Regions from separate parts of the Sus scrofa genome. Here regions 2, 3, 4, 5 and 6 are each linked to region 1. Evidence: chromatin contacts called from public Hi-C and HiChIP or PLAC-seq data. All regions are on one chromosome and are shown on one strand. The core of a region is the stretch at or near the end of the contact, and the rest is flanking DNA. Distances in the headings are between cores, read along the strand shown. Region 1 holds the start of KMT5B (histone-lysine N-methyltransferase KMT5B). Region 2 holds the start of NDUFV1 (NADH dehydrogenase [ubiquinone] flavoprotein 1, mitochondrial). Region 3 holds the start of LOC100522421 (aldehyde dehydrogenase family 3 member B2-like). Region 4 holds the start of PPP6R3 (serine/threonine-protein phosphatase 6 regulatory subunit 3). Region 5 holds the start of ALDH3B1 (aldehyde dehydrogenase 3 family member B1). Region 6 holds the start of NDUFS8 (NADH dehydrogenase [ubiquinone] iron-sulfur protein 8, mitochondrial).

The links. Hi-C and Micro-C count contacts between places; a contact is called where the count stands out from the background. HiChIP or PLAC-seq counts read pairs in DNA pulled down with a chosen protein or histone mark.
Region 2: a contact with region 1 is called in an H3K27ac HiChIP or PLAC-seq map of alveolar macrophages. The contact joins the promoter of NDUFV1 here to the promoter of KMT5B in region 1. A contact is called at or near these places in 2 of 5 promoter capture datasets (fetal skeletal muscle and liver), 5 of 47 Hi-C or Micro-C datasets (heart right ventricle, liver, omental adipose tissue and 2 more) and 2 of 2 datasets of contacts at active chromatin or transcription factors (alveolar macrophages and skeletal muscle).
Region 3: a contact with region 1 is called in an H3K27ac HiChIP or PLAC-seq map of alveolar macrophages. The contact joins the promoter of LOC100522421 here to the promoter of KMT5B in region 1. A contact is called at or near these places in 1 of 5 promoter capture datasets (fetal liver), 1 of 47 Hi-C or Micro-C datasets (embryonic fibroblasts) and 1 of 2 datasets of contacts at active chromatin or transcription factors (alveolar macrophages).
Region 4: a contact with region 1 is called in an H3K27ac HiChIP or PLAC-seq map of alveolar macrophages. The contact joins the promoter of PPP6R3 here to the promoter of KMT5B in region 1. A contact is called at or near these places in 2 of 5 promoter capture datasets (fetal liver and fetal skeletal muscle), 3 of 47 Hi-C or Micro-C datasets (epiblast stem cells, heart right ventricle and skeletal muscle) and 1 of 2 datasets of contacts at active chromatin or transcription factors (alveolar macrophages).
Region 5: a Hi-C map of embryonic fibroblasts shows a contact between it and region 1, with 3 times the contacts expected there. The contact joins the promoter of ALDH3B1 here to the promoter of KMT5B in region 1. A contact is called at or near these places in 2 of 5 promoter capture datasets (fetal liver and liver), 1 of 47 Hi-C or Micro-C datasets (embryonic fibroblasts) and 1 of 2 datasets of contacts at active chromatin or transcription factors (alveolar macrophages).
Region 6: a contact with region 1 is called in an H3K27ac HiChIP or PLAC-seq map of alveolar macrophages. The contact joins the promoter of NDUFS8 here to the promoter of KMT5B in region 1. A contact is called at or near these places in 4 of 5 promoter capture datasets (fetal liver, fetal skeletal muscle, liver and 1 more), 4 of 47 Hi-C or Micro-C datasets (embryonic fibroblasts, heart right ventricle, liver and 1 more) and 2 of 2 datasets of contacts at active chromatin or transcription factors (alveolar macrophages and skeletal muscle).

The regions. Positions count from the first base shown.
Region 1 is chr2:4,708,727-4,712,263 of Sscrofa11.1, forward strand. It overlaps KMT5B (histone-lysine N-methyltransferase KMT5B), which reads left to right and starts at 1,810. Exons shown (of 11, transcript XM_021082731.1): 1 at 1,810-2,212. LOC102162815 (a long non-coding RNA gene) reads right to left here and starts at 1,594. Exons shown (of 4, transcript XR_301556.3): 1 at 1-1,594.
Region 2 is chr2:4,962,553-4,966,089 of Sscrofa11.1, forward strand. NDUFV1 (NADH dehydrogenase [ubiquinone] flavoprotein 1, mitochondrial) reads right to left here and starts at 1,659. Exons shown (of 10, transcript XM_003122438.5): 1 at 1,448-1,659; 2 at 304-386; 3 at 61-231. The coding sequence starts at 1,519. It overlaps LOC110259233 (a long non-coding RNA gene), which reads left to right and starts at 1,712. Exons shown (of 2, transcript XR_002341426.1): 1 at 1,712-1,937.
Region 3 is chr2:4,908,498-4,912,034 of Sscrofa11.1, forward strand. LOC100522421 (aldehyde dehydrogenase family 3 member B2-like) reads left to right here and starts at 1,626. Exons shown (of 12, transcript XM_021082736.1): 1 at 1,626-2,420. It overlaps UNC93B1 (protein unc-93 homolog B1), which reads left to right. Exons shown (of 11, transcript XM_003122436.6): 11 at 283-1,336. The coding sequence ends at 615. It overlaps LOC102164445 (a long non-coding RNA gene), which reads right to left and starts at 513. Exons shown (of 4, transcript XR_002341424.1): 1 at 424-513; 2 at 1-333.
Region 4 is chr2:4,521,758-4,525,294 of Sscrofa11.1, forward strand. PPP6R3 (serine/threonine-protein phosphatase 6 regulatory subunit 3) reads right to left here and starts at 1,664. Exons shown (of 26, transcript XM_021082696.1): 1 at 1,533-1,664. It overlaps TRNAA-AGC (a tRNA gene), which reads left to right and starts at 2,148; the gene lies at 2,148-2,220.
Region 5 is chr2:4,885,951-4,889,487 of Sscrofa11.1, forward strand. ALDH3B1 (aldehyde dehydrogenase 3 family member B1) reads right to left here and starts at 1,595. Exons shown (of 9, transcript NM_001315593.1): 1 at 1,540-1,595.
Region 6 is chr2:4,865,596-4,869,132 of Sscrofa11.1, forward strand. NDUFS8 (NADH dehydrogenase [ubiquinone] iron-sulfur protein 8, mitochondrial) reads right to left here and starts at 1,797. Exons shown (of 7, transcript XM_003122434.3): 1 at 1,553-1,797; 2 at 561-624; 3 at 415-465. The coding sequence starts at 1,633. It also overlaps a transcript of ALDH3B1 not described here.

The DNA of each region.
Region 1 (3,537 bases), core at 560-3,059:
TGTTTGGGGCTGTGAAGTGCTGCCCAGGCCTGGGCACCAAGGCCCAGGAGGACCCACACAGGGCTGTGGTGCCCACTGTGCTCGCCTCCCTCGGGTATCCGGTGAGGAAACGGGGTGGCAAAGCCAGTCTCAGTGGGATGCAATTTGAGTATCCGGAGCCAAGCACCCTTGAAAATCTTGGAAAAAAACTTTAGCGATCAATCAGAAGCTAATGAAACCAAAGCAAATCATTCCTGCCGGGCTTGCAAAGAAGGTGGCATGACAACGTCTGAGGTCACCGATGGCCCTGAGGCTTTTGGAGTGAAAAGGCAGCAAGGGCAGGGCAACGTGCTTGGCTGTGCTTCAACCGAAGCCTGGGGAGGCTTCCCTGGTCCGGACCCCACCGGGTGGGCTTCCCCGGCGGGAAGGCGAGGCCAGTGGGAGGAGCTCCGGTGTTAAAGGTCTAGCCCCGCCTCCACCTGTTAGATACCTGCCCTCAGCAAATCCCTGCGCCTCAGTGGGCCACCTGCGGAAGGGGCTAATGAGCGTCCTGTCTGCCACCCAAGGTCAAGGGGGAGGAATAATGAGGTTCCTCGGCCCACAGTCCGTGCGGTCACCCACACGCCCCGCGGAACCGTCCTTTCCGGTCGGCCTACTCGGGGCCAGGCCCTGGGGGATGCAGAGGAAGCCAAAGGAGACGTGGGGCTCCTCCGGGAATAGGTGGACCCGCCGGCCCTGCCCGCCTCCTCTCTGCAGGAGCCGCGCTGGGCTTCCCTAAGTTCCGGAAGCGGCGGCGTCTTTAGCAACCCCGCCCCCCCACCCCCGCTCCAGGGCCTTTGCACTTGTTGGGCTCACGTCGCCCAACCGCGCCCTCCTCCGAGCGCCCCTCCGCGTCGGGGGAGACCCTTCGGGCGCCGCCTCCGTGCATCCGCCCGCCGGCGGCAACCTCGACGCCTGCACCTCTCCCCGGAGTGCTGGATGAGGGCGCTGGCCCACGCCCCGATCGGCTCAGAGGTCACCTGCCCTGTCGGTGCCTCAGTTTCCCTACGTATGAACCAGGAAAAGACGGTCCGCTCCTGCTGGGGGTCGTTGTAGGGAGGACGAGAGACGGGGCACCCGGCAGGCAGTAAAGGCTGGTACTCCCGGTCCTCTCGCGATTGTTATTTCTCAGTCATCATCGCCACCTGCGGGCCCCAAGGGCGGGGCTTCGCACGCTCCCCGCACACCTGGCGCGAGTGAGCCTCTCCCCGCAACACCCCGACCCGCCCAAGCTTTCCGGAGGGGCCGCATGCTCGGGGCGGGCACTGCCCAACCAGGGAGGCGGGAAGACCTGTTTCCCGGGAAGCCGGCACACAGTAGGCGCTCAGGCAAGGGGCGGCCGACGCTAGGAAGCCAGTGGCCTGATGAAGGCACGCTCCCTCCCTCCTCCCCGCACACTAGGCGGTGGAGCGCTCAGGCTGCCCACAGGCCTCGAAGGGTGGGTCAGCTTCCAATGACACCCATTCCCACAACAAAGAGGCTCGCCTCCGTGGGGCCGCCTCCCCCCGGCGCAACCCGGAGGCGCCCTGGGCGAGGAGCCCGTCCGTCCCCCCACCCCCACCCCGCTCCCGGGCTGCTCCCGTCCCAGCTCGGGAGTTGTAGCCGGTGGGTGCAGCTGCGCCCGGGAACCAAGGTGGAGGGCAGCCTCGCCGGGACCGGAGCACAACAGGCCTCAGGCTTGAGGGGCGCCTGAGGGGCGCGCGACGACGCCGCCTCCAGCCGCGATTTAAAGGGCAGCTGAGGGGCGGAGGGATCTCCTGCGACTACTCGACACGGATCCCTCCGCCGCGAGCGAGCGAAGCAGGGAGTCGCCTCGTCCGCTCGAAATTCGCTTTTTGTCCCTCCGCCGCGGGAGCACCCGGCGGGGAACTCATTTCTTTCTCGGGTTTCTCCGCCTCCCCCCACCCCCCGTCCCGTAAAAGCAACAGAGGCGGCCGCAGCGGCGCGAGCCCGGAGTGGTGTCCCTCCGCCCGGCCGAGGGCACTTCTTTTCGTGTCCTTCCACCGTTCCCGGGCGGCGTCCGAGCGGCTCACCGGGGGCGGCGACGCGTCTGCGGCGCGGGCGGCGAGGCTCCGGAGCTATGAGGTGAGGGCGCCCGGGCACCGGAGGCGGCACGCGCGGCGCCAGGACCCGGGACGCGGAGCCACCAGGCCAGCGGCTGCCTTTGGAACCCCGAGGCCGCGCGAGAGGCGAGGTGAGGCCCGGGGCGCGGGGGCGCGGGGGCGCGGCGCGGTGGGGGCGGGGGGCTCCGGCCGCCGCGGGGACTCATTTCCCGACAGCGGATGGAGCGGGCGGTGCTGCGGCATGCGCCGCCATCTTGGATTTTACTCTCCATTTTTCTCTGGAATTATTTTTGGTGATTAATTTTCTGGGGGGACGGGGGAGTGGCGCTGGGGAGCGCGGGCCCCCCAGTGCAGCGGCCGGGCGGCGGGGCCTCGACGCGCCCCGAGGAGGAGCGGGCAGCGCCCGGCGGTGAGCGGGGGGCGGGCGTGCGGGGGGCGCCGGGGCGGCGGGCGCGGGCGGCGGCCGGCGGGCTGGGGGCGGGCCGGCGGGCGCGGGGGCGCCGGGCGGGGGCCGGGGCCGGGGCCGCGGGGGGTGGGGGCGGCGACCGGGGGAGGGGCGCGGCGGCGGCGGCGGCGGCGGCGGCGGCGGCGGCGGCGGGCGCGGGGCGCGGGCCCTGCAGTGGGCGCCGCCGCCGGAAGGGAGCGGTAGCGGCCGCCGGGCAGCGCCGGGCCGGCCCGCGGCCGCACGAGGGGAGCAGCCCCGCCGCTCGCGATTGGGGGACTCTGTTTTCCCTCTTCTCCAATGGGCAGCCGTGAACCGTCTCGCCCAATCTGCTCCCTCTGCCGCGCTCCGCTTCGGGCTGTTTTTGTTTGGACTCGAGCCTCCCTTCGGCTCGCCTCCCGGGCCGCTGCTCCGCCCGCGCCGGGCCGCCCTCGAGCGCGGCTGGGGCCTCTGGCCGGGGCTTGTCTCCCGGCGCCCTCGCCCCGCCGGCGCCGCGTCCCGAGCCGAGGCGCTGGTCCTCCCGGGGCGCCTGTCTTCCTTGCGCTTCTCCGAGGGTGATGTGTCCGCGTCGCCCCACCTCTGAGACGCGGGGAAGCTGTGTTCAGGATGACAGCTCGACGCGGCTTGCCGGCGTGCTGTAGAAGCGCGGCGGACGCAGAGCAGCCCGCTCCGTCCCTTCTCGGGCTCGGGTACCCGCTTTGGAGCGCTCGCCTCCCGTCCGTCGAGTGGGAGAACTTGACTCAGCGCGCTCAGGCGGCGACCGCGCGTCCTCCGCGGCCAGTGCTGCCGAGCTCGCCCCGTCGCATCCGGAGAGGGAAGAATCGGTGGGTGGCCGCTGTGATTCTTTGCACCGGGACCTCTCTAGATGCCGTCTGTTTGGATGTGACGTGTGTAGGCACAGGTGGCTTTGGAGGCCAGCGGAGGAGGCGGTTGCCAGCTGCACCTTTTTTCTTTTGGTCTTTGACGTTGAGAACATACATGTCCGCCTGTGACTGTTGATGAGGAGTAGGAAGA
Region 2 (3,537 bases), core at 409-2,908, 250 kb after region 1:
TGAGCCACAGCCACCCCCAAAGTCTCTGCTGAAACCCCGTCTCTGCCTGCCTACACACACCTGCCATCTGAGGGCTTATTCATGAAGCTCCATTTAAGGCCGGTGGGGAAGCCAGCGCCTCCACGGCCCCGCAAGCCCGACGTCTTGACCTCACCCAGGATCCAGTCAGGTCCCTTCAGCAGAATCTCCTTTGTCTTGTACCAGTCACCGCGGCTCTGGGCACCTTTCAGTCTGGACAGAGTGGGTAAGGCAGTGAGGGGAGGCCCTGCCTTGGGACCCACCAGCCTAAGGGCACCATCCTACCTCCAGTCATGGCGGCCATACAGGTTGGTGAAGATCCGGTCTTCATCCTTCAGCGAGCCAAATGAGGTTTTCTTGGGCGCTGTCTGGGGACACAGAGGGTCAGCAGGCTCAGCAGAGCTCTGAGGTCACAGGCGCCAGGTCAGAAGGTACAGATTCTTGGGTGTCCCTGATTATAGGGCTGGGCTGGGAGGAGGGTGGGGACCTAAGCCTTAGAACCCTTCGCAGCATTGTAGCTACCACCACCACTTCCCGTGAGCAGGCACAAGGCTAAGCAACTTATATCCAAAGCCCATTGTATCTTCATAACTCTGAGATGGGAATGATTCCCATTTTATAGAAGAGGAAACTGAGGCTCAGAGCAAAATGGAATTATGGAAGGGCCCACACCCCAAAGCAGCAGAGGAATCTAAGCTCAGGTCTGGACATGGCCAAAGCCCACCCCTAAACCACAGCACCGCACTACCTCCCTGGTCCCAATGTGATGTCATGTCCATTTACTGGTCTGGCCGTGCCACTGGACCAAAACTTGGTTAGGCCAAAGTCTTACATCACTCAACTTTGCTGGAAACAAAATGTGTTTTCTGAAGGAAAAGAAATGCCTCACTGGGGCTGGGACACAAAATGACAGAGGGAGGTCTGCTCGGGATAAAACTGTGGAGAGATGAGGTCTGGAATTCCATATGACCCAGCTGAAGGCTAAGGGGACCAGGCTTCCCAACACCCATCGCCTTAAAAAACAATATAAGGAGCAGAGCGCTGAAGAAGGAATGAAGAGGCGCAAGTCCCTCTCCAAAGATGCCGATCTTTTCTGCATCTGTAAAATGGGGCAATGGCACCTTCACGCCCTACAAGGTTGTGGCGAGGAAGGAATGGCCCAAGGACGCGATGCCGCCTGCAAAATGTTCTGCTAGGTCGCGCCCCTATTATATAAGGGAAGCCAAGGGCTGGGGGCGGGGGTGTATCAGCCTCCCGTTTGTCCCTGTTCCCCTTCTACACCCAGGCAGGATCGGCATCCTTCCACCCGGCTGGGAAGATGAGGGTTTGTCCAGAAAGCACTAACAGCCCCCAGGAAAGGCGCGCGCACAGGTGCGGCCGCGAGACCCGGCCCGCGAGCACTCCTGGCCCAAGCCAAGCTGGGCCTCACCGTGTCGCCGCTGAAACGCACAGATACTCGCGCGGGGAGCGACCCGCCGAGCAATCGCCGTGCCGCCAGCATCGCGGGAGCCAACCTGGTCACCTCCCGCTGTCACCTTCACAGCTCTGAGGCTGAGGAACCGGCGCGACCGAGACGCTAGGCGGCGCACAGGAAGAACGTCACGCGCCAGGGCGCCGGCGGCGCGCCCAAGCTTCCCTGCGCCGCTCGCACCCCCGCCCTTGGCCCCGCCTCCTCGTAGGAGGGCGGAGAGGCCGGAAGTGGCCTGTCTGGCGCTGAGGCTGCTGGGAGATGCAGTTCTGTGTACTTTTCTACGTCGGCGAGGCTGTCCTTTCTACCTCCGCGGGGCTGGCGATTAATCTCTTCCTCTCCTGCTCTGCTTTTTCACATTCGCCCGGGACCCTCAGATCTTTCGGCCTCCCTGTGAACAAACCACGCATGTCACCTTCTGCTGGATTCTGGTGTTTTCTACTTTCTACAGGTTCCGCATTTTGTGTGCTCCGTGGTATGCACAGGTGTATGAGGGGAGGAGGAGAAATCTGATCGGTTACAGCCCGACCCTCATGAATGCGCGTCTGTGATTTTTGCCCCTCACCCACGACGAGCACCCCTGGGCTCAGGGAAGGATTGCTCTTTAGCCACAAGGAACGGGGCCGCTCCAGGGCAGGCAGGGGCTGCTGGCGGAGGTCTCTCCAGAGGAGGTGTGTCTAGCTGGAGTCCTAAGTAGGTTGGGGTTGCGGCCCAGAGGGTGGAGATGGTCAGTGGGTGGCACGTCCTCTTTCTCATGCTGCTAAATTCTGCCAGCCGTTCCTTCAGTCCACATCAGGAGAGTTTGGCACTTGGCGCTTCTGGTCAAAATCCCGGCGTGCCCCCCACTGCCTTCTCAGCCAGGCCATAACCTGGCATTTAAGGACTTTGCCCATCCCCTGCAGGGTCAGGCCCAGGCCACATCATGCCCCATCCTACCAAGGCTTCTTCCTTTGGGGGCTTTAGGGCGTCTCTGTCCCCTGCACCACCACCATCCTCCATGCTCCTGTGACCTGAGAAGGTCCACAGTTCTTTGCCTTCTCTTGAATCCTTGAAGCCTGACTTACTCTTTGTCAGTCCTCTGAAACCCTTTGGCTCTGAGGCCTATGGTTAGCATGTCCTTTCCGGTCTCCCCCCCACATCCTCAAGTCTCTTGTCCTGTAATTATCCGTAGGTCTCCAGAAATGTGCTGCTTACAAAGGAATGTGACTTTGTTTTCTCATATATTCCCCACAGTAGTCTTGGTGGATAGTATCAACTCCATTTTCTATTTTCTTTTCTTTCTTTCTCTGTTTGTTTGTTTTGTTTTTTGTTTTTTGCTTTTTAGGGCCACACCTGCAACATGTGGAAATTCCCAGGCTAGGGGTCGAATCACAGCTACAGCTGCTGGCCTATGCCACAGCCACAGCAACTCGGGATCCGAGCCGCGTCTGCAACCTACACCACAGCTCACAGCAATACCAGATCCTTAACCCTCTGAGCAAGGTGAGGGATTGAACTGGCATTCTCATGGATCCTAGTCAGGTTCGTTAACCACTGAGCCACAAAGGGAACTCAAACTCCATTTTCTACATGAAAAAAAAAAAAAATCAGGGCCCACAGAGGTTTCATTTCTTGTCTGTGGTCGTGAAACTGTTGAGTGGTGGAGCGAGAATCAAACCCAGGCCTTTCTTCCTTCCCAGAATGCCTCCCATGCAGCAAACGCTCAGAACAGAACAACATCAGTGGTGTTTCCAAAAGAGGTGGCGAGAGCACGGCACCTTGTCTGAGGTCTCGCAGATAGTAGGGCAGCACCGGGCCCAGGACCCCTCTCCTGGGCAGGAAAAGAGATTGCACAGGCAGAGCCGAGGATTACATAGCTAATCCGTGGCTCAGCCCTGGGCCATGGATCCCTTCCTCTGGGGTGGGAGGAGGGGGGCAAGATGGAGCCAGAGGGTGGGTTCTGTCCTCATCCCTGTCTAACTGGGTCAGGGGAACCCAAGGCCAAGGGGAGAAGGCATCCCAGAGATGCGGGGCGTGGGGTGATGGGAACCGGGGGGTGAGGGCCAGGAGCT
Region 3 (3,537 bases), core at 376-2,875, 200 kb after region 1:
CCATCTACCCTGTGAGACAAAGGCATGATCATTACAGTTAGGGAAACTGAGGCCCGGAGAGGTAGGGTGACCTAAGGGACAGAGCTGGGGTTTGAGCCTTGTCAGCAGGAGGGTGCTCAGGAAGCCTGGGTGGCAGGCGGCTCCCAGGAGTGGGGAAGGCCCTCAGAGGAGCTGCGGGTGCGAGTTCCAGAAGGGAGTGGGCCTATCCGGGAGCTGGGATGAGTCGGGAGGGCGTGAGGCCAGCGGCCGGAAGGTCCCCTGGATCCCTCCTTGTGCGCCTAGGTGAAGCTGGCGGTGCTGCTGGTGACGCTGGTGGTGGCCACGGCCTCGTACCTGTGGATGGAGCAGAAGCTGCGGCGGGGCGTGGTCCCGCGCCAGCCCCGCATCCCGCGGCCCCAGCACAAGGTGCGCGGCTACCGCTACCTGGAGGAGGACAACTCGGACGAGAGCGACGCGGAGGACGAGCGCGGTGGCGGCGGCGGCGGTCGGGGGGACGGCGTGGAGGAGGAGGTGCCTCCCGTGGGGCCGAAATCCGGCCCCGAACCAGCCGGCCTCTGCCGCCGGCCCTGCCCCTTCGAACAGGCACAGGGAGGCGATGGGCCGGAGGAGCAGTGAGGGGCCCGGTTTAACGCGGCTAAGGTCTGATTCTGCGCCAACTTCTGCAAGGACCCTCTGCGCGCCCCGTGGCGTGTGCAGGATCCGCCCCGCAGCTCCCTGCAAGGCGGGGTAAGGCCATGGGACCTTTTGGCAAGGCCCGGGGTTCAAGAGACCGCACGGCTGAAATCCCCTTTCCGCCCCTGGGGCGGCTCTCCATCACCCTCTCCCCGGCTCCAGCCCCCGGACAGGGACCCCCCACAGTACCGCCAAACTGGGCTACAGGCCTGGGCCGAGCGTGTCGCGAGCTTTGCACATTCCTACGGCGCGACTGTTTGCAATAAAGAAATTTTGTATTGTCCTCATTGGGATGGCTCCTGCGGAGAGGGGACAGAGAGCTCCGGGGGTGTGTGCACGGCTGACCCACCCGATTGGGCACTGCGGTGGTGGCTGCCTTGAACTGCGGTTGAGGAGGGAGGGTCCCCTAGGCCCCGCCCACCACCAATGGCGCTCCTGGAGGCCCCGCCCCTCCCCACCCCCGCCTGCTTTGGCCCGTCCCACCCCATCCACTCAGGAGAGAAACGCCTGGGCGGGGTGGGGCCGGGTGGGGCGGGGGAGCCTGTAGGAACCTCAGCGGAGGGGATGAAGCGGCCGCCAGTCCCTCATGGGCCTGGAGGGTGGGTTCTGGCTCCAGAATTTCTGCATTCCACGAGCACTGTCAGAAATAAAATACAATAATTCACAAAAATAAAATACAATAAGTCTCAAATAGAACTGTTAGATATTTCTTTTCGCCTGGGAACACCATGAAATTACGGAGATGCCGAGAATGTCATGAACAGAGGACGTCTGGGCTGGCACAGAGTGAGCTCTTCACGAACATCAGCTTTTTTTTTTTTTAAGGGCTGCACCCGCGGCATATGGAGATTCCCAGGATAGGGGGTCTAATTGGAGCTGTTCCTGCCGGCCTACACCACAGTTCACAGCTCAGGGCAAGGCGGAATCCTGAACCCACTGAGCAAGGTCAGGGATCGAACCTGCATCCTCATGGAAGCTAGTCAGATTCGTTAACCACTGAGCCATGATGGGGACTCCACAAACATCAGCTATTCACATTAGGTACACGCAATGGGTCCTTCCTTGGGCTCCCCTCCCCTTGTCCTGAGAACTGGTGGCATCCTTTCAGGACCCAGCCTAGGGAAGGCGATTAAACCTGTGATCTGGGGCCCTTGGGAAGGGACTTTCCCACCTCCCTGCAGGGTCTGCCATGAACCAACATAAACTCGTCATCAAGTGGATTTTGACAGACCCGGGGTCCTGCACTCCTGGGGTCAGCAAGGGCTACAGCTACAGTGAGGGCCAGCCCCCTCCCATCCCAGGTGGCCTCTACGTTCAGACAGGGGCCAGAAATTCATACACAGACTTTCAGTGACAAGCAGGTCCAGGCTGGCCACCGGGCGGGACCAGTGGGCTGGGTGAAGCTCCTTCACCCTGTCCTTCCCTTTTGCTTTCCATCAGCATCTGGCACAGAAGGGGAAATTCTCCAATGGCAGATGTGGCAACATCCTCTTGGCACGATCCCAGCTAAATTCCAGTTGGAGTGGGGCAACTAGTTGCTTGGTCTGGGTTTCATCTGCAAGAGCGGGGAGCCCCTGGGTGTGCCAGGCATGGGAGGTGGACAGATAAGCATGGGTCTACAGTTTGTCCCGGGTCAGAGTCATTTCTAACATCTCGATACTGGACAAAGACTCTGGTGACAAGCAGAGGAAAACAGGGCCCAGGAGTGAGGGAGGAGCACGGCTTCCGATCGCACACCTCGCACCAGGGTGAGTTCCCCAGCAGAAGAGCCCTTGCTGCTCCTGGCACATGGACAAGACGCCCCCACCCCCCACGACACACACACACCCAGACACACGTAAAGGGACACACCCAGGACAGGGCAACTGTTGTGGCGGCAAGCCTCAGCAGGCCGGCTCTTTGTGGGGGCAGCTGAACAGGCCTCACATGCGAATGTCCCACCCCTTGGCAGCTCCAGGGTTGGTTGTAAAGTAGGACATTGATGTTGATGGCATCTCCCCTTGTCACTGTCTCCTCTGGATACGATAACTGGTGGCAGCCTAGACTCCAGTGTGGATGATCAGAGTCTGTGCCGGGGCCTCAGCTTCTGCGATTCTGTCCATCTGCCCCAGATCTTTAAAAAACTATATGATTCCGGGAGTTCCCGTGGTGGCGCAGTGGTTAACGAATCCGACTAGGAACCATGAGGTTGCAGGTTCGGTCCCTGCCCTTGCTCAGTGGGTTAACGATCTGGCGTTGCCGTGAGCTGTGGTGTAGGTTGCAGACGCGGCTCGGATCCCATGTTGCTGTGGCTCTGGCCTAGGTCGGCAGCTACGGCTCCGATTGGACCCCTAGCCTGGGAACCTCCATATGCCGTGGGAGCGGCCCAGGAAATAGCAAAAAGACAAAAACCAAAAAAACTATATGATTCCAAGACTCTACCCTGTAAGAGTGTAATGGCCTTTAACTTTTCAACAACAGGCAAGAGAGCATAACGAGTCTCCTAGAAACACCTAGAGATGCTGAATCAGACACAAACTTATTTTCAAACACACAGCTGAGTGCTCAAGAAAATAAGCAAAGTCCCCCAGCGGAAGGGGCTGGGCTCCGAGACCAAAAGAGGGTGCGTTGAGTATTTCAGACCGGAGCAGGATCCCCCATGCATGGAGCTGTCCTAGACTCAGGACATGCTGAAGGAAGAGCCAGCACGCTGAGCAGTGGCCTTCTTGTGCAGTGGCAATGGTTTCAAGTCAAAGGGCCTGGAAGGCCTTGGAATAGGCATTGTTTGGGGACCTTGCTTTAATAGCTGCATATTTAGGGAGTTCCGTTATGCTTCAGTGGGTTACAAACCCTACTAGAATCCATGAGGATGCAGGTTTGATGCCT
Region 4 (3,537 bases), core at 414-2,913, 190 kb before region 1:
GGGAGCTTTTCCCTATTTAACCATCTCTGAAACTAACCATTCTGAAGCACCAGGGCTCATTACTCCAGGAAACGTTTGCAACTTAACGAATCTTCAACCACTCCTCCCCTGAAAAAAATTACAATACACTTCCAGGTCACTGTCTCAGCCCAAATGACTCTAAATACACAGACCTTTCTAAAGACACTCGCCCAAAGCCAGGACTGAAAACACTCATTTACCTTCCTAATGGTATATAAATATTTAAAACATCAAACCTAATAATAGCCATTAATTTCTAAGCTGATTCTTCGTGCCAGGCACCATTTGTAGCTGCTTTACACGTATTAACTCATTTACTCCTGGCAAACTCAGGAGGCAGACACAGTTACAGAAGCAGCAGTGAAGAAAGTGATGAAGCCAAGATGTGAAACCAGGCAGTCTAACTCGAGAGCAAAGAGAGCGCAGGCACCAGCACCACTTAGGAGACTCCAGCGGCTGGAAACCTGGACTCGCTTTCCCACTGGCTGCCTACCTGCAACTTGACCTTGAGGACAAAACCCAAGTAAGCCTCCCGTTCACAAAATACGACAAGAGCCTCGTTAACAAGTGCGGCGAGGACGAAAGTGCCCCTCCCATAAAAGCAAAATATAAACAAAGCTCGACCCGACCCACGGAGAAAGTAAGAATCGAGAGCACTGCACGAAGCTCTGAGGCTGAGACGTCAGGACACACAGGGACCTCCAAGGACTCGCTCGGTCTACGCACAACCAAGGGTCCAAGTTGTGCCGAGAGCAGGCGGGACGGAGGAGGAAACCCCTCCAAGTTAACGGCGAGAGAGCTTCTTTAAGAGGGAGGTTCTTGCTGCCGAAAGAAGGACCACCCCCCAGCCCCCCGCAAGCTCATATTCGCCAGGGAGACCTTCGCGACCAGGTCTACGCTGGAGTCGCAGCACCGGAGTGGAAAAAAAATCGCTCGGAAGGAGATTTAAATACTCCGGGCCCGGCTCTGCGTATTCCGATGACTCTGCGGCGAAGGAGCAGAAACCCACAGAACTTGTTTCCCGGAGAGCGGAGTCCAACAATGGCCTTCGCGAGGCTCCGGCGAGCGGCCGCCTTAACTTGACACGCTCCGGGGCCCGCGCCCAGCGAAGTTCTCCGGGGCCGGCGGGCGGCGCTCGGGGCCGCCGGCCGGGGCGGAGCGGGCCCCGCCGGGCTAGGGGCGCGCCCGGTCGCCGCCGCGCCAGGCCGCGGACGTCCGCGCGGGCGCAAAGTTCGCCGCCGGGCCCTCGTCCCGCCTCGGCGCCCGGCCCGGCGCGGCCCCCGCGGCCCGCAGCGGGCGAGCCGGGCGGCTGACAGGCGCGGGCGGGGACGGCCCCGGAGCCGGGGCGCCGCGCCTCCCCGGCCGCGGAGCGGCGAATTCCGGGGGGGAGGGGAGGGGGCCGGGACGCTCCCTCCCCGCGCCGCCGAGGCCGGGCGGAGGGGCCGCCCCGCCGCCCGCGCGCCGCGCACCCCGCGCGACGGCCCGCTCCGCCGCCCCCTCCCCCTCATTACCTGGAGGTGCCCGCGACTCGCCGCTAGTTGCGCTCAGGCGGGAAACGCGCTCACCGACACCATCAGCGAAGCGCCCAAAATGGCGGACGTATCAAGCAGGCCTTGAGTTCCCCCCGCCCTCCCTCCGGCCGCCTCACGGCCAATCATGGCCCTGGCCCCGCCCCCAGTCCCGCGCTCATTGGCCTCCCTCTCCCGCCCCCTGTAACCTATTGGATCACCCTGCGGCCCCGTTGCACGCACGCCGATTGGCTGGCAGACCTCGTCAGTCAAGCGAGAGGGGCTCATCCTTTTCCCATGGACTTGACGGTTCCGGAACCTCTAGGACCCGGGAGTCTGGAGAAACAAATCAGAAACCGAGAGAAACCTGGCTGGGTCCCCCTACGCCGTAGCAACAGCAGGGCCTCCGCTTGACCGACGCTTCGGACCACCAATCCGATAGCCAATGCTTTTTAAAACTAAAATGAGCCAAACCAATCATGGCCATAGAGATGGGAACTGCAAGGGAACCAATGGGGTACCAAGACCGGAGGGCGGGCAGGCGGGCCCGAGGGCCTGAAGGAAACCGGTGATGACGTGAGCCACAATGTGTTTCGGCGGCGGAAATTAGCCAGGGTTGGGGAATTAGCTCAAGTGGTAGAGCGCTCGCTTAGCATGTGAGAGGTAGCGGGATCGATGCCCGCATTCTCCACTGTAGACTTTTAGAAGGGGGGTGTGGGACTTTCCTGGTCAAAGTCACGCTCCTTTCCCTGGGTGCCCGCACTGGGAGTCTATCAGAGTGAAGGTGGGGAGTCCCATACAGCTTACGCCGACTCCCCAGCCTCCGCGAGGGACCAGATTGCGGGAAGATAGGAGTCCTCGTTTTGCCTTGCGGAAGGATTGACACGCGAGCTTCTCCCAAAATTCTCCTCTGGCGCCCTGCCACTCCCCGCCCTCCCCGAGACAGCCCACTCAGCCATCTCCCCCCGCCCCCTGCTCCTAAAGAGAGCCACCCCAGAGAGAGCCGACGCTTGGAGATGCGGCCTCCTTCCTAAAAGCCGGCAAAACGCCGTGTATGGTCACGTGTAAATCAACTGCATGCGGTGGGGGGAGGCTTGCGGGGCCCGCTGCGGGGGAGAGAGTGCTAGGGGCACTAGTGCTCGTGGGCAGCCCTAGTGTGCACTTAGTCTATGCCCAGCCTGCGGGGGTGCGTGGGGAGCAGAGGGTCCCGGCTCTGACGTCAGACTCCTCCAGTCACAGAGTGGTGGGGTCTTCCTGAGCCGGAGGCAATCCGACCCTCAGGACAGCGAGAGCAGAGCTCTGCGCTAACTCCCGGAGACCTGAGACCCCAAGGTGGGGCCTTGGAACAGGTTGGGTTGTTCTGAGAGAGACACGGGGCGGGAGAGGAAGTGTCCGAAGTGACCGGGTCTCCGGGCCTTGAGACCAGTGCCACCCTGCCTAGGGGGAAATCACCAGCACCGGTGCTCAGGGGAGAGTCAGAATGAGGGCTCGGGGCAGGGAGGTCTGCCTGCCAGCAGGTCTCTCCCGTGACACTGGCTTGGGCAGAGATGGCCTCTCAGGCCCAAGGAGGGGAGGCAGGGAGTTCCTGTTGTAGCTCAGGGGCCTAAGAATCCGACTAGGATGCATGACACTGGTTCTATTCCTGGCCTCACTCAGTGGGTTAAGGATCTGGTGTGGCTGTGGCTGTGGCATACACTGGCAGCCCCTTGTCTGGAAACTTCCACATGCTGTAGGTGAGGCCCTAAAAAGACTAAAAATAGGGAGGGGAGACAGGCTCCCTGTGGGGCTTCCCCAGAGGACCTCCCAGGCCTGAGACATGTGACAGAGCTTGGCCACTGGGGGTAGCGGATGGCCACACCAGCAGTTTTGGCCACTGGGCTGCCTTCCAGACGCAGTTCTCTGCACCCCACTTGCCCAGGCCGGAGGCTCCCTCCACCCCACCGACTCAGGTTCTCTGAGCGCCGAAGCCAAAGGCAGAGAAAATGGGAGCCCAGCTGGAATTGGGTGG
Region 5 (3,537 bases), core at 345-2,844, 180 kb after region 1:
GGACCAGCCACCTTCCCTCAAGGCCATGAGTCGGGGATTCTCTTATTATAATAATAATGACCGAGCGCTGACTGTGCCAGGCACTGTGCCAGCGTGGGTGCCCAAGGTAGGTGCAGCATGGCATTCTGATGGTTCCCCCTGAAGGAAGCTGAGGTCCAGGTCGTGTGGCATTGAGGAGGTGACAGACAGGGTGGGCACTCAGATGAACCGGCTCCAAACATCATTGGGTATCGGGGCCCGAGCCCCACCCCTGCGCCCTGGCCAGTCCCACTGATGAGCTACCTAAAGGCACTGGCCCCGGCTCTTCTCCCAGCCCCCGCCCTGCCTGCTCTCTCGGTGTCTCAGCCTCGGTCTCCCCACTTATACCACAGGCCTGCCAAGCGCACACTCCCTGTCTCAAGTGTCAGGGGTCGCAGGACCTGGCGCCGAATCCTAGCAACTCTGTTTATTAGCCAAGAGGCCTTGGGCAGGTTGCCTGGCCTCTCTGTGGCTCACTTTTCCCGGTGGGGCCGTGGGGATGGTGTCTATCGCGCGGTGCCATGGGGAGAAGACACGGTGGCAGGGCTTGGTGAACGGCTCTGAGTGATGGGTATTCAGACAGGACAGCTGAGCCCAGGGGGCCCCAGGGAGGAGGGCCTGGGGTGGGAACACCAGGAGGTCTTGACCCGGGGTGGACACCAGGAGGCAAGGACCTCAACCTGAGACCCAGGTGGGGACAGGGATGCAGAGCTGGCCAAAGCGACAGATGAGAATGCGGTGGTCTGAGGGTCCAGGGGACCCCGCCCCCCCACCGCCGCCACCAGGCCATCAGAAGGGGAGGTCACAGGTGCCAATACCCAAGGGCCTCTAATTGATCTCCCTCCCTGTAGCCTTAACCTGGATTTTCACAAGGTCTCCCGAACTCTGGGCAGCAGCGCCCTCCCTTCCACTGTGGGGAGCTGGAGGTGAGGTCCCGAGGTGAGCCAGCCCCGGCCCTACCGCAGAGAGGCTCCACCGGAGCTCCTCTGGTATCCATCAGGCCCTCCGCAAGGCGGGCGGCCGGCTAGTCCCTCCCTCCCTCCCGGACCCTGGCAGAGTCCATTCCCAGGAACGGGATCTCTCGGAATCCCTTGCTGCTTAACCCCACCCGCACAGCGGGCACGCGGGGCGAGTGTCCAGGAGATAAGCGTCACCAAACGGATGATTGAGCCCCCAGGGCAGCGGAGGCCAGAGCTGGGGCCCCCGGCTCCCTTACAGGATGTGCTTAACCAGAGGGAGAGGAGGGAGGGCAGCCCAGCTCAGACAAAACAAGGGTGCTGGCAGGCCGAAGGGACTCCGGGGCCTCTCCCCTGCGCCTCCTTCCTCTGCTGGGGCAAAGGGAAGTCCTCCCTCTTTCCCCTTTCTCTCCGGGGGCAGAGAATCTCCGAGAAGACAAAGCTGGTCTCTGTACACAGCTGTGAGTGGCCAGGCCGGCCAGGACTGACAGCAGCCCAGAGTCCCCGAGCCAACAGGTCCCTGACTGCTCCTTGCTACCTCCCCAGCCTCCGCAGAACACCGTACCTGAGTACCTGCCAGGCTGCCCTTCCTCCTGCTTGGCCCTGCTCTGCCCAGCTGCCCTTCCGCTATGAAATGTCTGTGGCTGGGCCAACCCCTGGGCGGGGCTGCCCTGGCCTCGTGCCTGACTTTGACTCTGGGCTGGCTGGAGCCTACGGGCTGAGATTTCACCACCACTTCTCTTAGGGGCCTCTTTCCTGGACCACAGAGAAGGAGTCAGGGCCCAGAGAGGGCCAGCACCAGGTCTTCAGGGAATGCAGAGCTGAGGGGTCCACCCCAGGCTCATGGGAAGGGTCCCAGGCCCAGCCAGAGGTGGAGGAGAGCCCAGGGCAGTGGCCTGGGTATTATGATGTGGCTGGGGACGTGGCCTGGGTTTTATGATGTGGGCTGGGAGCAGTGGCCTGCAGTAGCAGGGAAAGCCCTGCTCCCAAAACGCCCAGTCCTCCGAGCCTCGGCTTCCCATCTACAAAAAGAAGAGGTCAGATGCAAAGATGGCTGGAGGAGTTCCCTCTGTGGTGCAGTGGCTTAAGAACCTGACTGAGAGTTCCTGTTGTGGCTCAGCAGGTTAAGAGCCCTGCTAGTATCCACGAGGATGCAAGTTTGATCCCTGGCCTCGCTCAGTGGGTTAAGGATCCGCGTTGCTGAGGCTATCGTGTATAGGCGGCAGCTGCAGCTCGATTTCGACCCCTAGCCTGGGAACTTCCATAAGCTGCAGGTGTGGCCCTAAAAGAAAAAAAAAAAAAAAAAAAAAAGAATCCAACTGCAGCGCCTTGGGTCACTACGGAAGTGCAGGTTCAATATCCAGCCCAGCGCAGTGGGTTAAAGACCTGGCATTTGCTGGAGCTGTAGCATAGGTTGCAGCTGTGGCTCGGATTGAATCCCTGGCTCGGAACTTTCATGTGCTGCGGGTGTGACCATAAAACTTTTTAAAAAACAAACCCAAGAAAAATAAAGGCAGCTGGAGTCCAGAGGTATGATCTTAGGGCCAGGCCGCCACAGGCTTCGTCCCCTGCCCTCTGCGTGGCTGTGTCCATCAGCACTGCCTCATCTAGCACGAGTCGTAGTGCCTGTCACCCCTGCAACCTGACGTCTTACAGCGAGCAAACAGAGGTCCGGAGAGAGAACAGCACTTGATCACACAGGGCATGAGCAGCAGGCTGGGACCCGCATGGGAAGGCTGTCACTCAGGGTGGGGGCTGTGTGCATCCCCAGATGTCCCCTCCCACCTCCTGGGGACGAGCTCCGCCCTCTGTCTTCTAGGTCAGCTGTTGTGATAAGTGTCGCCATGGAGGTTTCTGTGTGTCTGATCCTCTGCCTTCCCGGCCCCAGCCTGGGCACACCTGTCAGAGCACAAAAGGGGGATGATCCCTGGGCAGGTGCTGGTGTCAGACAGGCAGGCGATTAGGTTACAGGTGTGAGGACAGGCCTATCCTTTGTGCCAGCGCTGCGTGCCTGGTGCCCTGGGCCGCCCTTCCACCTTGGTGCCCCGAGTCTCCTCTGGGCCAGCCGGGCACCTGGGAGATGCTCCTTGCTGCCCCCGCCCTCCCCGCTGCCCTCGCCTACCTGGGAGGGCAGGAGAGCCCTCCTGGCCCACATCTGCTCCGGTAGCCCCTGGAGATGTCAGCCAGTTGGGACAGGGGTGAGGGGCTGCAGAGGCCCCGTCCTCTGTGTGGGATGGAGCCCCCAGCCGCCTTCTGTCACGTGGCCTGACATGTGACAGCCCTGCCCTGCTCTCTGGAGCTGAGCCAGGCAGAGGCAGAGCTGGCGTCAGGCGGGGCTGGGCTGGAGCTGAGCCTGGCAGCTGTCAACCAACAACCGGGCCCAGAGAGGGGCAGCTGCTGACCTAAGGCCACACAGCAAAGCCGAGGTCCTGGTGGGTGGGAGGGGTATTGCAGGGTCCTGAGGGGCCCTTTCTGACGGGGATCCCTCTTGGAAGATTTATCTCTGGACTTGCCACAAATTCAGGAACAGCCTGGGAAGCCCCCGAAGAGGCCTGTCCTCCTG
Region 6 (3,537 bases), core at 547-3,046, 160 kb after region 1:
TCCCCCAGGACTCCAGCTCAGGGAGATGAAGCCTGGCCTCCCCCAGGGGTCTGCTCTTTCACCAAACCCTCCCCTGCCGGCCTCTGGCCCTGGGCAGTCCTCCCTGGCTTCTCCCTGCACCTGTGTGGCCATCTAAGCCAGGAGGTGATGGGGGCAGGAGGCGGTTTGGGTACTGGGGTCCCGATGAACAAACACAGGCTCCCAAGGCTCACACCTGGCAGCTCCCGACTCAAACCGCACAGGGCAGGGCAGCTCTGAAATAATACTGTGTAGCCACTGGGAAGGGCTGCCCCCCCAACGCCCTGCAATGACGGACTCGGCTCCCATGGACCACATTCAATCTCGATCACCACCCTCCTTTTACGGAGTGGCAACTAAGGCTGGGAGAGGGGGAGCCCTGCCAGGACTACTCACTGTAGGTGGCTGCGACCGCGCTGCTGTGGAGGGTCCGGGCGCTGGGATGTCCTGCAAGGAGAGGGGTTCCGCTGTGCAGCTGCGACCTCATCCTGAGAGGTGGTACCGCACCCAACCCCAACCCCAGAAAGGCCCCCGAGTCCTACCTGCATGTGCAGCCTGGGCCTGGGCCAGGGCCCGCAGCAGCATGGGCGTGCTCAGGCAGCGCATCTGTGGGGGTGAAAGGGAGGGAGGTGTAGGTGGGTCCCATACAGGGCCCCCCAGACCCCCGCACTCCAGCACTGCAGGAGCCCTGACCCTTGACCCAGCACGACCACGTCATCTTGTCCCCTACTCAACCCCATTCTGATCAGAGGCACAGGCAGCCTTCCCGTTCCCAGGTGTAGCCCCTCCCAGCCTCCAGATGGACGCAGATAACACTGCCAACAGCCTTTACTGAGAGCTCCCTGTGCCAAGCACATTGCTAGGGGTCACGTGCACTGTCACTTTGTCCTCAGGAGGACTCCCACCCACCCCAGAGGGAGGCACAGATGAGAAGCTGCGCTCACTCGTGTGAAGTGACCTGCCCACAGTCACACCTAAGGAGGTGAGACCAGGATGTGAACCCAGACCAGACCCCTCCCTTCACACCTCCAGGCCTCCCCTGCTGGAACCCTTTAAAGGCTCAAATAACCCTCCAGATCAACTCCTTTCCCCAGCATCCAGGCCCTTCTGGAACTGTCTCCCAGCCTGCAGTGACCTTGGGTTTTCTCGTCTGTGAAACGGGAGCTCGACGATGCCAAGGGTTTAGCCCCGGGCCTGGCACTTAGCCTGAGCTCAAAAGTGCCCCTCCCGTGACCTGTGACCTCTACAGGGCCCATTTCTTTGACCGCCGAATTCAGTGACAGGAGCCCAACCCAGCTCCTTCCCCGACCTTCCTCACGACCTCTGACCCCACGGATGCGGGCGGCGCCTGCGCCCTGAGGGTATGGGCCTCTCGATCCGCCCGCTGCACGCTCAAGGGCACGGAGGCTGCGGGTCCTGGGCGGGCCGAGATGAGCCTGGGCGCGGAGCCAGCGGGGCCAGCAGGGGCTCCACACTCGCCCCCGACGCCGCGCTGCCCAGACCTGGCCTTAACAATTGAGCCCCGAACACCCACCTTGAAGCGCTGCCGCTCCTTCCCGTGCGGAGGAGGCCGGTCCACCGAGAGGCGGAGCCTACATTCCTGGGACGCTTCCATTGGGCCGGCTGGCTTTGCCTTTTCCGCGCTGACTCTTCATAGTGTGGTCTGATTGGCTGATGCGGCCAAAAGAGGCGGGATCAAAGACGACCTTTAATCCGATTGGCTAGGGAAGAGCAGGCGCTCGAAGTGCGGTAGAGCGCCGCCGAGCTGGATTCAAGAGGCTGATGAACCGGGACTCCCGGTTCCTTGGAGGCGGGACATCCGAGGCGTGGTTTAGGGAAGCTGCTCCAGTTCTGACTGGGCATCCTGGCCAGAGGTACCCGCCCCCCTCCGCCCCCCCGGCCTCCGCGGGCGGTATGTGATAGCGGGGACGAGAATCTCGGCGCTTGATTACGCGCGGGAGCCGTGCCTGCTCCGGGCTAAAACTTCACCCGAGCGGTTTCATTTAATCCTCACGGAGCCCTGTGTGAAGGAACGATCGTTCTCGCTTTACAGATGGGGAAACTGAGGCACGGGCATGCGTAATTACTTGGTCCAAGCCTTAGAGCTGCTGCGTGTGGCCGCCACAACGGTCTTGGATCTAAACGACTCGGGAGCCCCGTCCCTCAACGGCCACCAAAGCGGTGTTTCCTCCCAGTGACTTGTGCGGCAGAGGGACCCCGGAGGCCGAGAAGATCCCCTAGGTCATCTGGGTCGGAGGGAGTGGAAAGTGGTCAGGGAGGACTTCCTGGAGGAGGTGCCGTCCCAGCAGACAGTAAAGAGGAGTTGGGCAGAACAAGAAGGACCAGAGGATATGCCCAGCGTCAGTGCAGAGGTCTGCCCGAAAAGGAGGACACCTCGAGGGCATTTGAAGAGGACAAGGAGAGGGTGGCACGCATGGGGCCTCCCAGGGACTGTTAAGGGTCCAGACTTGTGGGCCAGAGCACGCCTCTGAAGGGGGTCAGGCTGAGGGCCACGTGGGTACTGCGGAGGAGAAGGGCTGGGTCTGGGCACAGTGATTGCTGTATGGCTCAGGGAAGTTCGGCAGCATTATAGAATCATCTGGAATTGTTCAAAGATGGGATCTGGGAGGTGAGAAGGGAGTATCCAGCAGGAGGCCCAGGAGTTTGGCTCTGGTGGCTGAGTGGAGGGGGACCACGCCAGGGCCTTGGGGCCCAGGAGGATTGGCAGGCAGGGCAGCGTGTGAGTCCAGGCTGGGATATGCTGTGGGGAAGGCACCCAGGGCCAGCCACTTGGGGGACGGGAGCACATCCAGAGCTCCCAAGAGGCGCAAGCTGAAGGGGAGTCCTGCTGCAGGTGTCTCATCAGCTTGAACTGGAGGGACAGGTGGGGGGAGAGACGACGGGGGCAGCCTCACCCACCCAAGTGAGGAGACAGGACACCTGAAGCTTGGAGTCAGCGATTCAGCTCCGAGATTTAATCCTCACAGTGCTGTCTGGAGGTGCTGTTCGCTACCTCCTCTGTACACAGACAGGGAGACAGGCTCAGAGAGGGCAGGGATGACCCCGGTCACAGCCCGTCCACAGCGTGACATGGGCCAGATGCCAGGGCCCGTTTTGCACCCGCCACAGAAAGGGTGGTGGCCAAGAGGTGCCCACATCTACCCTCCTCTCCGGGGACACAGGTGGCCAGGGTGGGAGGAGGCAGCCAGGTTACTGCACTGGTTCCCACACTCCTGCACCGTGACCCATCCTAGCTGGGGGACATCTTCTCAAAGAGAGAAACCCCAGGAGAGAGGAGGGCAAGCACTGGCCCCGGCCTTTTCCTCCTGTGCCGAGGACCCCAGTCATATCTCCTCCAGCCCCAGGTGGCCGTGGCTGCAGAGGACTCAGGTGAGCTGGAAGGGGTGCTGGATCCTCCGGTGCCTGAAGCCGGCTCACAGCAGGGTGCAGCTGCAGCTGCGGGTCTCCATGGCCGTCAGCAGCACCCTCAGGTTGCGTGGAGAATGGGGTGGGTACCGG